Linked DNA regions of Mus musculus: all the other regions are linked to region 2. The links are chromatin contacts, called in public targeted proximity ligation maps. All regions are on one chromosome and are shown on one strand. The core of a region is the stretch at or near the end of the contact, and the rest is flanking DNA. Distances in the headings are between cores, read along the strand shown.

Region 1 (2,964 bases), core at 424-2,923, 170 kb before region 2:
AAAAGGTTTATTTTACTCACAGTTCCATATAACAGTTCATTATCAAAAGTAATGAGGACAGGAACTGAAACAGGGCAGGAACCTGGAGGCAGGAGCCAATGCAGAGAGCATGAAGGGGCACTCCTGACTGGCTTGCTCAGCATGCTTTCTTTTCTTTTCTCTTCTTTTCTTTTCTTTTCTTTTCTTTTCTTTTCTTTTCTTTTCTTTTAATATTTTTTATTATTACGTATTTTCCTCAATTACATTTAGAATGCTATCTCAAAAATCCCCCATACCCTCCCCCCACCACCACTTCCCTACCCACCCATTCCCATTTTTTTGGCCCTGGCGTTCCCCTGTACTGGGGCATATAAAGTTTGCGTGTCCAATGGGCCTCTCTTTCCAGTGATGGCTGACTAGGCCATCTTTTGATACATATGCAGCTAGAGTCAAGAGCTCCAGGGTACTGGTTAGTTCATAATGTTGCACCTACAGGGTTGCAGATCCCTTTAGCTCCTTGGATACTTTCTCTGGCTCCTCCATTGGGGGCCCTGTGCTCCATCCAGTAGCTGACTGTGAGCATCCACTTCTGTGTTTGCTAGGCCCCGGCCTAGTCTCACTGAGTTCCCATTCTTAGAACTCATACAAAAGCCAGCTTGCTCAGCATGTTTCTGCGACCTCTGTGACAGGAAGCAGGCAGAGAAGACTATCCTGGGGGCTTGCTGGCCAGTTAGCTTAGCCAAAATAACTAGCTCCGTGTTCAGTGAGGGAACCGTTCTCAAAAACAGACTAGTTGCAAAGTCATAGAGAAATACCTGTTGTTCCCATGACACACACACACACACACACACACACACACACACCTAAAATTGTTTAAGTTAACCTTCATTTTCTGTCAGAGCTGACTCACTGAAAGTGTCAGCGTTTGCCTAGATTCCCTGGGAAAGGTTCCGCAAGTGCAGTCGGTGGTCAGGGCTGGCTTCTGGGGCTGCTTCTCTGTCCTCTTGAACTACTTTGGTTTCTTTGTTTCTGTTTTGTGGGGTTTTTTAAGATTTGTTTTTGTTGTTTTGTTGTGGATTTTTGGTAATACTTTCTAGCATTTGAAATACATGTTTATATAAAATAAATTTAAAATTCACTATTGTGGCTTATCTAGATTTATTTCCTAAGAAATCTTTCATGCTCATACATCAGCCTCAGTTTATCTCAGTGAGACAGACACACAGACACAGCACAGTTGGAAAGGAGGCTCAACAGGGATAGGAGGGTGAGAGTGGTGAGGCGATGTGAGACAGACACACAGACACACCACAGTTGGAAAGGAGGCTCAACAGGGATAGGAGGGTGAGAGTGGTGAGGGCGATGTGAGACAGACACACAGACACACCACAGTTGGAAAGGAGGCTCAACAGGGATAGGAGGGTGAGAGTGGTGAGGGCGATGTGCAGTCAGTTCCTTCAAGGAAGATGCAGTTCTAGGAGGTGTCTTAGGTCGTGCAGGGTTAGGGAGCATTGCCTCTCACTGCTGTCTAATATTTTAGCCTCTACTATCTAAATACATCTCTGTAGGCAAGTTTGCCCATTTCTCTTTGGAATGTGCTGTTTCACTTGTCTTTCCTCACTTGTCTTTCTATGTGTCAGACTGAGAGAACAGTGGGGGAAGTGCGGAATGTGTCCCTAAGTAATCAGTTCTCTTTGAGACAGTTATCCCCCCACCCCTTCAAATGATGGAATGATGTACTGTACCCATTAAAGGGCTGCTTTCTTCTGTTAGACTTGCTGTTGCTCACATGCTAGCTAAGAAATCAGAATGTTCAACTGTTAAGGGGCACACAGATAGGATTTCCCTAAGCCTAAGGTAAACACACGGTAGGAAAGACTCTTGAAAGAATTATGAGTTTTTAGTTGCAAATGACATAAAATGTCTTTACCAGAAAGGAATAATGCTCTGGAGGAAGTTCCCATTGTGGAAAGCAGAAGTTTAGGAAACGTGGTGTAGGGGCTACAGTCTGCTTAGACACCAATGCATGGTCCTACATCCTGGTTGCTGTCTGTGAATTCCCAGGTCTTCCAGTGAGATCTTTGAAGAATCTACTGTTCTCTTGTACCTTGCTGCCCACTCTGTAGGAGTGAGTGTCTCACAACAAGGGAAAGAGAAAAGAAATACCTGCCTCTGATCTCAGTGTTTGCTAACTGGTTGACATAAGGGTGGCACAATTTCCTTATGAAATTTTTATACTTCATCCCCCTTTCAGAAATTTGTAGCTGTGTTTACATATAAGAAGCCGTGGTCTTTGTTTGTTTGTTTGGGTGTTCTTGGACTTTCTAGCTTCCAAAGCTTCGGACAGTTAACTTCTGTGGGGCATTGTGTGCATACGTGGTGTTTACTTTGTGTTGACTTTCTTTTCAACTGAGTTTTCTTTTAAATTGTTTAAACTGCTTTGATTCCTTTTGTAGACACAGCTTTATAATGCTTTATAAGTCCTTTCTTTATGCCTTTATAATATAGCCTTTATAAATCCCTTCTGTGCCCTTAGATTCAGATAAATGTTGACTAAAGAAATTGATGGGTTATATTTTGCTCAGAATAACTGATTGCTAACTCTGCTTTATTGTTGTATATAATTACTATATTTTCTATTGCTAGCTCTTAAATAATCAAGAAGCAGCTTTGCTTAAATTATCAAGTAGAAAAGATTTAACTTATGAGGAATTGTTAATATATCTCCTACTACTGACTCGGCATTTTTCTTTTGGACAGAGAATAGAGAAGTGAAAGGTTTAGGGCTCCCTGCCTTTTTCCTGTTTCCAGCATTATACACCAGTCAAGCGTATGGAATTCTAGTTTCTTTTTGTTCTGTTGCTCCACTCCAACCTTTAGTTGATACTGTTTTTGTGTTCCTTCTTATACACCACTTTGTGCTGTTCTGATTTCATCTCTGAGCACTCCTTCTGCCATTGTGATGACCGTGTTTTAAAATGGAGC
Region 2 (2,837 bases), core at 145-2,644:
TCCACAGACAGAGACCTCCTCAAGCTCAGGTGTTAGAACCTGCCAAGGCTCCACCCATCGCTGGCTTCCTGTGAACAGGTGTGCTTGGAACTTTGGAACCTGTGTTTTGAAATTTGTAATTTGAGGTCCTCAGAGGTTGCAGGCACCATCTAGGAAAAGGGGAGGGATTTGAGGCAAAAGGGACTAAGATTCTGACTCCTACCTCATTCGAGAGGAAAGAACCAATCCGTTTAACAGAGTGTCCTTAATGGCGGTTGAGTGTATGGGGGTGGGGGAGGGGGGGTGTCTGTGTGCGCAGATGCAGCTCAGAGAGCTCTCATTCACTGCCTTTCCCTCTGGCTCTCTCCCTGCACACACTGTTCTCTGAGCTCCATGGCTTCCTGTGCTGCGCTTCCTGTTTCCTTGTCAAACTTCATATAAGCATTTGCTGAGGGCTGGGCAGGTGTCAGGCTCCGTGGCTGGGAGGAAGCAGCAGGTGGAGGACATAGGATGTTGATGACACTTGGGCTGGAGTTCACCAAGTTCCCCTTTTAGTTCGTAATCTCTGTTTATGATTTGAGTACCTAGGAGAACCGGCTAATTCCAGCAGATGGAAAAGAACTCTAGCAGGCTAGAGCATCCCAGGCCAACGAGAGCTTCAAATACTTTGAAGATAGAGGATAACCCTTCCTGCCTCTCATTCCTGGGAGTGTCCTCGCAGGCTCTGTAGGTCTCTCGAAAACGTAGCTGATACACTGAGTAGTTCTCCAACCCTTTCCTTCTGACCTCAGCCAATCTCCTCCTTTGTGATCACACATTTCTAGGGTGTGCTAGGCAGGAACGATTCTTGTCTCTATTTAATGATGCTTAAATATAATAAGTGTAATTCCTACAAGACAGTCTTGGCCAAAAATAGAAAACCCTGTTGCTCTTTCACTTCACCTCCCACTCTCCCACTCCTACGTTCACACCACAGCATCCTATAAGGTTTTTGTTTGTTTGTTTTTTTAATCACCTAAAGCCATTGCTTTCTGGGCTAGTGTGCCCCCTTGAAGAGCTGGCATTTGGCCTGTAGTCTGGGCAACTACCTCAGATTGCCTCCTTGGAAAGGAGGGTGACCATGTCAGTTGGGCTGAGCATAGGCTTTGCAGATGGGGGATCTGGGGAGCTTAGGGGTGATACACTCTCTGCTAAACCATCAGGATGGCAGCTTCGTCTTTCATCTGGGCTCCTCTATTGTACTGGTGGCTATTGGTTCTTTTCCTTTCATTAAAGTACAGTGGTTGTTTGCTAAAGACGCTTTTGTTCAGAGGGAAACAATGCTTCTATGTTCCAACAGGAGAAGTGTCAGCTGTGGGAGGAGAGAGGAGAGGGTGGGACTCTCCCTACAGAGCCCTCTGGTGGACTTTTTCAGTATGCATTGCTTCTTCTGCCTTCTTGAAGGAATGGCTTCCTTCTGCTCATGGAGGGAGGCTCCTGATGCATCTGATGACTGCCCGTTGTGGCTTTCAGGGCCCATGGGAGCTGATGGCCCTCCTGCTGGCCTGCATCCCCAGCTTCATCCACTGGCCATTCCGTTCCAGGTGTCTTCTCCAGCAGTTTCTCTAGGTTGGCTTTGACCCACTGCTCCCATTCTGCTTCCTTCATCAGCCACAGGCTACTAAGCAGTCCCTATCCCAACCCCTTCTCATCCTGGATCTTTTACTTCAGGCATCACCCTCTTGGCAGGATCTGACACAACCTCGTTCTTGCACCTTGCTCAGAAGCTGTTCGTATGAAGTCCAGGACAGTCAGGCTGTCCTGTCTGTTTCATCTCTGACCCCTGACATGCAGTCCATGCAGTCGAGTGTCTGGCTTTTATTGGGCATTTACAAAATGCACAGGAAGAAACAAATAACAAAGACAGAGAACATGGAAAGGGGAAAACTTTGGGGTCTTTTGACACCAAGGCAACCAAGAGGTTGCGTGGAATGTCTCTTTTGCCAAGGAGGGGCGTGCCTGCGTAGTTGGTATCCTAGTTAGCATGTTAACATGACATTGTCTATGGTCACCTGGGGTGTAGGGACAGTTGAGTTGAGTAATTGTCTTTATCAGGCAGGTTTGTGGACATGTCTGATAAGTGCCATCTGGACTGCTAACTGATATAGGGCTACCATGAACAGTCCCATACCTAGGCAGTTGATTTGGGGTTGTATAAGGAAACAGGTTAAGCTGGAGCCAGAGAATAAGTCAGTCTGGAACACTCCTGCCTTGACATCCATCCCTCAGTGACTGACTGTGTCCTGGAAGTGTGAGCCAATTCAACGCTTTCTTCCCTGAGTTGTGTTTGATCACAGTGTTTTGTTCTAGTGACAAGAAACCCAGATCAGGTGCATCCCTTCTTCTCTGGGATTATATCTTGGTTCCCAGGAATTAGGGACTTTCCTTCATCTTTCCCACTCTCTTTCCTGCACTAGTTTTCCCAGGGCTCGTCCACACACTCTTTAATAGTGTTAACAGAGGCTGTAACTATAAAGAAACCCAGCTGCCATCTTTGAGGACCTTCAGTTTTTGGACACTTCCAAATATTCTATTTAAAAGCATTGGCCCATCAAGGGAAACCCGTGCCTCATCAGCTGAAATGCTCCTGGTCAACTTTCTTTACTGTGGGTGGGGGGGGGGGGGCGTTTGAAATTCTCAGCTGCACCCCGATGTATCCAGCAACTGTCTCTTACATCGATGGTGACAATCCGCTGGCAGTCAGAAGCCAAAATTCCATTTACTCAGCATTTACAGAGAGGAGCTCTCACATTCCAGAGGCACCCGTCAGTTGCTACCAGACATACCCCGTGTCTGGTCCTGGATTTGGCCAACTCTGT
Region 3 (2,700 bases), core at 194-2,693, 210 kb after region 2:
GCTCGAAAAGGACTAGCTTTTATGTAGGGTGTGTTTGAATTCTAAGTTTGCTTCCTAGAACCATAATTGTCCTGGAGTTTTGCAATCCTTAACTCACCTTTGCAATGGATGAGAATCTAAGGTCTCTTAGAGCCAGAAAGGAGGGGGTCAGTTATAAATAGATCTCTGTGACTTACACCAAGTAAGGGACTAAAAATGGGGAAGGGAGGGGAAAAGAAATGGAGGGTGGAAGCAGGGAGGGAGGAGGGAGGAAGAAAAGAGAGAGAATAAGCATTAGACTATCATGATACAAAGAAGTCCAGCCACAGATGACAGCAAGGGAAGGGTGGAGTAAGGAACTGGAGAACTGAAATGGAGCCTCTGTTGTAGTCTTCTGACTGTGGCAGTAGGTCAGAGGGCATAGCAGTAGCCCTCTCCAGGGACAGGGACAGAATAGTTCCTGTGATCTTGTCCCATACTCTAGCAACATCCTACTTTTCTGTGAAACAGAATTACTGACTGTTCCTCAAGTGCACGCTTAACTCTGGAAAAGTTTGTGCAGTTGTTGGAACACTGCTACTCTCATGGCCTTTTCCTGTCTAAGTTCAACATCTTGCAATATTCCGCTAAAATTCTGTTTTAAGAAGCTGTTTCTTATGGTTTCTTCTGCAAGTTGTCTCTGTATTTTCAAATAGCACTTTGCATATCTTTTGTGTCATACTGTACTTCAATGTGACTCTATGCAGAGTGGTTATTCTTTCTGATTGACTATATGGAAACTTGCTGAAGGATGACAGTGCCTCAGAATCCATTACAGTGACTAACACACAGTTAGACCTCAACAGATGTTGAATGAAAACATGGATTTATATTACCAATTTTCAATGTAGTATAATTAGATGTTATTAACTGAACTTGTTAGTTGTATAGCATAACACTGATATTTAGTCTAAATAGATCACATAGACATCATTTTCAAGAAATATTGCTGGAATAGGACCTACTTCTAGTGTGTCCATACCCATGTAACAGCACCTACCATCCAGTATTAATTCTGGGTTCAGATTAATATGCATACATGTAATATATGACTTTTGTTCTCATTAGACATTTAAACATTTCCTATGAAGTATTACCATTTAAAGTAATTTAGTAATTTTGAGTAAGTGTGATAATGGCTAAGGGCAGGGTGAGTCCCAGCAGTGTTGGAGAAAAAAATGACTTCATTAAATGTACATGTGTTCAAACATTTAATAGTTCATATATTATGGAATTTTGTGAAAAGAGGAGATATTTAACTGTATAAAGTTAAATTAAACTGTGACTGTACATTCCTAAATTAAGGATGAGATTTCTCAGAATGATATTTTAACATGCTTCATCAAAGGAACTGAAGTGAGTGGCCAGCTACATGGAAGATGACTCAGTGGAATGTTTGAAAATGACACTTGCCAGCCTTCCTGTTGTTGCTAGATTGACTCATGCCCTAGTTGATATCGTCTAGTATGCAAAAAATTCTATGAACAGATGATGTATAAGCAAGAGTGGTTTGTACCCATAATTTTATGCCAGGCAATGTTGGTTCAGGGCACAGACATGTTAAATAATCAAACACCAAAAAGTGTACAGGCTAGTTTCGGAGAGTAGCAAAAATCAGGGGAAGTTTCAAGCTTAAAAAGTGACAAGGTGACTAAGACAGAGGTCTACTGCTGTCACATGTCCTATTCTGATGCTGTTCAACAGTTCCTTGTAGGTGTCTTAGTCAGGGTTTCTATTCCTATACAAACATCATGACCAAGAAGCAAGTTGGAGAGGAAAGGGTTTATTCAGCTTACACTTCCATACTGCTGTTCATCACCAAAGGAAGTCAGGACTGGAACTCAAGCAGGTCAGGAAGCAGGAACTGATGCAGAGGCCATGGAGGGATGTTACTTACTGGCTTGCTTCCCCTGGATTTCTTAGCTTGCTTTCTTATAGAACCCAAGACTGCCATTCCAGGGATGGCACGATCCACAGTGGACCCTCTCCCACCCTTGATCACTAATTGAGAAAATACCTTAGAGCTGGATCTCATGGAGGCATTTCCTTAAGGAAGGCTCCTTTCTCTGTGATAACTCCAGCTTGTGTCAAGTTGACACACAAAACAAGTCAGTACATAGGCCCTGGTTAAGTGTCAAAGCCCCTGACACCAAATCAGTTCTGAAACATCCCAGTTTGGAACTACTTATATATATGAAACGAGAAGAGAGAAATTCTCAAAAGAGAAGAGAATTAAATAAATGAAAGGAAGAGGGGTTTGCTGAGAGGTAATGAAGAAGCACTGGCAGTGGCTACAGCTCTATAGCCCTCTGTGGCACCTCTTCCTGTCCTTACCACCATGGTCAGTGATGATGGAGAAGTTGCTTTGTGCAGTGTCTGCACTGCGTGTTTCATGGATTTCTCAGTGTTCATTTTTCATAACTCTATGGGGTAAGTTTTCCTATTGTTTTGCCTCAATGAAGACGCTGATGCTAAAAGTTGCAATCTCTTTGACCAATGTCATTCTGACTTCAGAGTTTTAAGACCATAACTGTAACACATTATTATAAATGTAGAAATCATAAAGCACAAGTGAAGAAGAAAAGCCACAATACACGTGATAAGATAATGAAGAGAATGTGATTTTATTATGGAGATAAACATGTAGTAAACATGTAGTATGATAAATAAAATTAACATTTA

Evidence for each region.
Region 1: a contact with region 2 is called in a targeted proximity ligation map of microglia, with 7 times the contacts expected there. A contact is called at or near these places in 1 of 484 Hi-C or Micro-C datasets (B cells) and 6 of 130 datasets of targeted methods (the 230-238 cell line, bone marrow-derived macrophages, embryonic stem cells and 1 more).
Region 3: a targeted proximity ligation map of CD8 T cells shows a contact between it and region 2, with 12 read pairs. A contact is called at or near these places in 1 of 484 Hi-C or Micro-C datasets (nephron progenitors) and 3 of 130 datasets of targeted methods (CD8 T cells, large pre-B cells and microglia).

The regions. Positions count from the first base shown.
Region 1 is chr19:32,786,953-32,789,916 of GRCm38.p6, forward strand. All of the region lies in intron 2 of Pten (phosphatase and tensin homolog), which reads left to right. Among named protein-coding and RNA genes, the nearest start is that of Pten, 31 kb to the left of the region's middle.
Region 2 is chr19:32,953,062-32,955,898 of GRCm38.p6, forward strand. No RefSeq gene overlaps it. Among named protein-coding and RNA genes, the nearest start is that of Gm36914, 5.6 kb to the right of the region's middle.
Region 3 is chr19:33,158,663-33,161,362 of GRCm38.p6, forward strand. It overlaps the pseudogene Rnls. Among named protein-coding and RNA genes, the nearest start is that of Mir3970, 2.9 kb to the left of the region's middle.